Linked DNA regions of Ovis aries: region 1 is linked to region 2. Evidence: chromatin contacts called from public Hi-C data. All regions are on one chromosome and are shown on one strand. Each heading gives the region's core, a stretch centred on a gene start, on an enhancer-like site or on the middle of the called end of the contact. The rest is flanking DNA. Distances are from core to core; before and after follow the strand shown.

What was found. Hi-C and Micro-C count contacts between places; a contact is called where the count stands out from the background.
Region 1: a Hi-C map of tail adipose tissue shows a contact between it and region 2, with 2.8 times the contacts expected there. The contact joins the enhancer-like site here to the promoter of SMAD6 in region 2. A contact is called at or near these places in 4 of 16 Hi-C or Micro-C datasets (hypothalamus, omental adipose tissue, skin fibroblasts and 1 more).

What each region holds. Positions count from the first base shown.
Region 1 is chr7:13,590,224-13,592,937 of ARS-UI_Ramb_v3.0, forward strand. SMAD6 (SMAD family member 6) reads left to right here. Exons shown (of 2, transcript XM_042252070.2): 2 at 1-394. Among named protein-coding and RNA genes, the nearest start is that of TRNAS-GGA, 77 kb to the right of the region's middle. Within about 2 kb of position 1,453, at least 1 of the 54 cell types and tissues checked has an H3K27ac peak or open chromatin away from gene starts, as enhancers often do. A contact at or near this core is called in tail adipose tissue, where this site is marked.
Region 2 is chr7:13,511,298-13,514,457 of ARS-UI_Ramb_v3.0, forward strand. SMAD6 (SMAD family member 6) reads left to right here and starts at 1,729. Exons shown (of 2, transcript XM_042252070.2): 1 at 1,729-3,160. The coding sequence starts at 2,794. It overlaps LOC121819944 (a long non-coding RNA gene), which reads right to left and starts at 1,238. Exons shown (of 3, transcript XR_006060305.2): 1 at 1,142-1,238.

The DNA of each region.
Region 1 (2,714 bases), core at 203-2,702, 79 kb after region 2:
CCGCCAGGGGGGCCCCGTGCCCAGAGACACAGCCCCCACGGACGAACCCCCCCCCCCCCAGATATCATCTACCTAGATTTAATATAAAGTTTTATATATTATATGGAAATATATATTATACTTGTAATTATGGAGTCATTTTTACAATGTAATTATTTATGTATGGTGCAATGTGTGTATATGGACAAAACAAGAAAGACGCACTTTGGCTTATAATACAGATATATTTTCTTTCTCTTCCTCCTTCCTCTTTATGTTTTTTTTTTCTTTAAAGAAAATGATACAGCAGAGCCAGGTGGAAAAGCCTGGGTTTGGTGTCTGGTTTCTGAAATATTAATGCCCAGACAAAAAGCTAATACCAGTCACTCGTTGATAATAAAGTATTCGCATTATAGTTTTTTTTTTTTTTAACTGTCTTCTTTTTAACAAAGAGGGATATGCAGGGTTTCCGTGGGTTTCTGACCAGTCAGGCATTTGAAACTTGATTTCAATCTTTTAGTGGTTAAAGAATAGAGGGAATTACACTGAAAAGGAAGGAAAGACCTATGTTTGTTCTTAAGACCAGAGAAGGTTCTGTTGATCCTTCCCTCCCATGGCTGTGGGGTATCCACAGGATTCAGGAGGAGGAGGAGGGGGGAGTTTATGGCCCATCCATCCTGGGTAAACGCTTCCAATCTGATGGGGGAGGCTCATGCTGTGGCCTACGCCAGCTCTCAGTCTGATGGGGAAGATGTGGGTCCATACCTCCCATCTCTGAGCTGTCTGCAAACTAGAGGACTAATTCTCACCACTTTGGGGAAATGATCTGTGGAAGAAAGACTGAGATGGTGGGTGTTGGACCCACTTAATGGCCTTGTGGAAGCTCCCTGAGCCCCAGGGTGAAACTCCCTTTTAGAACCTAAATAAGCTACCCTCCGATCCCTCACCAAGTAGGTCAGAACCTGCCCATCTGGGGCTGTCGTCATGATTGATGCAAAGGCAGGTGGTTTCTTTCTACTCTATAAAAGGGAAAAAGTTAAAGGTTCTGGAAGGGTAAATGACTAGCTCATGAAACAGACCAAGGTTTGAACTTACATCTAATTGTAGGACCAGAGCCATATTAAATTAGTTTCCTCTCTTGAGAAAACTCAAAAAAAGAAGGCCTTCTTGGCCAAATAACTAAGGGGAATGCTACATTGTATATCTTCTTTCTTGGAGATTTACATTAGCCTATTAAATGCTCTGAGAAGTCCTGTGTATTATCTATTGCTGCGTAATAAATTATCCCAAAACTTGGCAGCTTGAAACAACTACCATTTATTATCACAGTTTCTGTGCTCAGGAATGCGGGAGCAGCTTAGCTGGGTGGTTCTGATTCAGGGTCTCTTGAGGCTGCAATCAAGCTGTCGGCCAGGGCTGCAGTCATCTGAGGCTTAACTGGGCCTGGAGGACCCACTTCCAAGCCTGCTCACGTGGCTGTTGGCTGGAGGCTTCAGTTCCTCACCACGTAGGCCTGTCCATTGGGCCACTCATGACGTGGCTTGCCTAAGAGCAACTGATCCAAAAGAGAGAGACCAAGTGTGAGGCTGCTGTGTTTCCTAACCTTATCTCGGAAGTGTCATTCCATCACTTCTGCCATGTTCTATTGGTCACACAAACCATTCTTGCTACAAGTATGTGTGTGTGTTGGTGGCAGGTGTGTGTGTGTGTGGGAGGGGGGGTGGTGTTGCTACACAAAAGTGCCCAGAGGTGGGAATCATGGCCACCACATCCTCCAAGAACTACACTATTTTTACTTCATTTCCCAAAGTGCTATGCCAGCGGACTCTTTCCACCCCTCTAATTCTGTCTCAGACCCAGGTCAGCCAGCCCAGCCCCTTTCACTCCCCTCTGCCACCCCAGACCCGAGCTTCCCAGGAGTGCCCCCTTCCTCTGCTGTCCCCGCTGTCCAGGCCTTGGTCCTCCTGGGGTGCAGTGAGCAGAGCCGTGCTGTGTTGGGAGGATGGGCCCGGAGTCACTGTATCTGTCTCCTTTTCAAGTCAGTGATTACTGACATGAACTGTTCGTGAGTCCTTAATACCACGGAGCGAGAACCTCTGCGAGGGTGTTCTTGGCCAGTCCCTCTTTCCAGATGGAGAAATGGATGCTTATGGGAATACTGTCCTGTGCCCAAGCTCCCTGGGGAACAGGACACGTCTCTGTCTCAGATGTGGGCTGGGTGTCTTGTCCGATGTCCTCTCTTGTGCTGGTTGTGACTGGCTTTGCTGGAGTGGGCCTGCCCCCTGGGGACCGTCCTTGAGTCTGGAGGGCTGAACTCTGGGGACCCAGGGGCCTCAACCTTGGAGCAGTCTTGCTCCCAGGCCTGCCCTCTGCCCAGGCTGGGAACCTCCCTGAGCTCCTTGGATGGCCTCAAGTGTTGCAGAGAGGCCTCATGGCTGCCTTTCTTCGCGGGGGTCTGAGGCTCCAGTTCTGGTCCTTCAGTTCACAGGGGGAAACCGAGTCCCAGACAGAACAGGCTGAGTTGCTGAGGTCACAAGTGGCAGCAGGACCTCCATCCTCCCCCTTTCCCAGTCATGGTGCCTGCAGAAACTTTGTGGTTTCCCCCAGACCACCCAGGGATTGGTGACTCAGGCTCCAGAAGACACTTTCTAAACAAGGCCCTGTCTCTGGAGAGTGTGGTGGGAGCCGGGTCGCTGCAGGCTCTGGGAAGTGCGGTGGGTGGGGTTTACTGCCCC
Region 2 (3,160 bases), core at 479-2,978:
CTAATTTCCCCAGGGGACAGAAGTGACTGAAAAGAGGCCTCAAGGTCCGTTGTCCTCTCCGTATTGCTTACACTGGTGTTTTGTTCACTTGTGAAAATTCACCGTTTGCTTGCGATTTGTACACTTTCCATGCACTTATCTCATAGGGGCTTCATGGTCCCGTGAAAACGCAGGACAGGCATCATCATCTCCGTTTTTCAAACGAGAAAATGAGGCCAAGACAGCTATTCTGTCTTGGCTAACGCAGAAGGGGATGCGGGTGAGGAAGCTTCTAAGCCCGACCCTCCATTCGCCAGAGTAACCGCCTCTCCCAGAGGGCGCAGACTGAACAGTACCTGGTCCAGGTAAAGCTCAGCAAAGGGTGAGCCCATCCGGCAAACACTGCCCTCCCCCCAGCGCACACTTAAGTCGGGGCGGCCCCGGGGACTCGCACTGCGGTTGCCTCACACGGCCAGCCCCACACGTGGGAACCCACACGAGAACCGCGCGCCGGCGCCCCCTTCGCCCCCGCGGGGGAATGGCGCCCAGCCTCGGGCCAATGAGAGTAGCGGAATTTATTTCATTCAGTGCGGGGCCGGGCTCTTGCCCGGAAAGGGGCGGGGCGCCACGCCGGGGGCGGTGCCGCCGCGCGCCCGGGAGAGGGCGGCGCCCGCCCCGTGGCCGGGCCAATCGGCGCCGCGCCCGGAGAGGGAGGGGGGACCAGGCCTTTTTTCCCTCCGCGCGGGGCCAATCCCGACTTTACAAGCTTGAACTTTTGCCACCCTCGGACGAGAGAGCGCGCCCGAGGAGGTACCCCGCCGCGCCGGCTCCAGGGGCAAGAGCGGCCTTAACCCTTCCCGCGCCAGGCGGTCCGCTGCTGCCACCGCGCCCCCACCAGCTTGCCCGGGATCAGAAGGGATCTGGCCCCCAACCCACCCCCATTTCCGTGGTGAAACGTCGCTGGGGAAATCACGAGCCCTACCCACACCCCTCTTTGTGGTGCAGAGAATAAACTGGAGAAGGAAAGCGGGTGGAGAAGTCACCCAGCCTCGAGGGGGCCCGGACGGCTGGCGGCCCGCCTAGCTCTGAGGGAAAGACTTGGCGACCGAAAGGAGCCCGAGAGACGTTCCCCGCCGCCACCCCACCCTCCGTAACTCCTTACCTCGAGCAAGCCTAGAGTCCCTCTGCGTGAGGTATCCCACGCCACCCGACTGGCCCAGCAGACTACCCCCGACTTTGAGCAGGGGTGTGGAAACCTCGTGCTATCACGTTAGATCCCGCCACCCCAACAAATCAGCCGCCCCCTACTGCCAAAAACGTAAGCCAGGAAAGCACACACGCACACCCATTTTTATTAGCCTTCCCTGGGATAGGGGTTTGTACCAATTCTAAAGTGCAACGTGTGTTTGAAGTTTGTGCACAAGCCAAGGAGAGGCCAAGCGCCCCGTTTGCGTCCGAGTCTCAGTGGGTCCACCAAACTCTCGCGCAGCCAGCCTGCCCGTGGTTTGTGTAACCGTGTGTGTGAGTGTGTGCGCGCGCGCGCGCTCGCATCTGTGCCCGCGGCGCACGCGAGCCAGAGAGCCGGCCGTGGGCGCTGTCAGGCCCTGGGCGGGGGAGGGGGGTGGTGCTGGGGCAAGCGTGGGGCGGGGGCCGGGGCTCGGCCCGCCCCGGGAGCCGGCCCCTTGGAGCCTCGGGCCCTGCAATGGGACGTGTTCTCCTTTAAGAGTTAAGAAACTTGAAACCTTGTTTGCGCAACAATCAGCGCCGCGGAGCCGCCAAAGTGTCTAGACTGGCATATGATGGGAGGCAGCCAATGACTCCGCGGCGCTCCTCCGGGGGCCCTCAGTGTGCGTTTGAGGAGAACAAAAAAGAGAGAGAGAGAGCCGAGTGGGGGAGCGAGCGAGGGAGTCGAGCCGAGAGAAAGAGCCGCCGGGCGCTGCCTCGCCAGACCTCGCCGGGACCGCGGGGCCACCGGGAGCCACTTTTTGTGGAGGGGGAGGGGGGCGACCTCTGCAGCCGCAGCGTCCTGGGCGTCCGAATGCGGCGTGGGGCGGGCTATGACCTCTGCCTCGGTGGATTGCATTTTAATTAAGGATTCCCAGCAGCTCTTTGGGATTTTTACAGTTTCCACTCATGTGTTGACACCGCGTTCAGGAGAAATTCGCTCCAAGTGCATCTAGCGCCTGGGACCTGAGACAGAGTTGGCCTTTCGTGCATGCAATTACAGGGATTTTGGTTTTGTTTGGGGTTCTTTTTCTTCCTTTCCTTTTTTTCCCCCCTTTTCTTTTTGCAGGGAGTAAGAAGGAAGCCGAGGGTATCATCAACAAGCCTGCCTTTCGGATCCTGCAGGAAAAACCCATGTAGTGAAGCGCTTGGGTTTTAAAGGCAGGGCTTTCCAGACACATTTGGGGAGTTCAGCTCGAGTGCTTTGTGCTCATGGACCAGCCGCGCAACTTTTGAAGGCTCGCCGGCCCATGCGGGGTCTTTCTGGCGGCGCGCCGCCTGCAGTCCCTCTAAAGCGCCGGGGCTGGAGTTGCTGAGCCTCCCGGCCGCCGGGGTCCATGTAGCCGCGGGCCGGGCGCGGACTGCGGATCGGCGTGCGCGCGTTCCCCGCCGTCCAGCCCTGGCGAGCTCCCTCATGTTGCAGCCTTGCGGTGCCCCTTCGACGACAGGCTGTGCGCGGTTTGCACGGCGCCCTGCGGCAGAGCTTCATGTGGGGCTGCGGCCCGCGCAGCCGGCGCCTCGCTGAGGAAACGGACCCCCGGTAACCGGAGACCGCCTCCCCCCCCCTCCCCCGGCGCCAAAGGATATCGTATGTTCAGGTCCAAACGCTCGGGGCTGGTGCGGCGACTTTGGCGAAGTCGTGTGGTCCCCGACCGGGAGGAAGGCGGCGGCAGCGGCGGCGGCGGTGGCGACGAGGATGGGAGCGTGGGCAGCCGAGCTGAGCCGGCCGCGCGGGCACGAGAAGGCGGAGGCTGTGGCCGCCCCGAAGTCCGCCCGGTAGCCCTGCGGCGGCCCCGGGACGCGGTGGGACAGCGAGGCGCCCAAGGCGCTGGGAGACGCCGGCGCTCAGGGGGCCCCCCGAGGCCCATGTCCGAGCCGGGGGCCGGCTCTGGGGGCTCCTCGCTGGACGTGGGGGAGCCGGGAGGCCAGGGCTGGCTGCCCGAAAGTGACTGCGAGA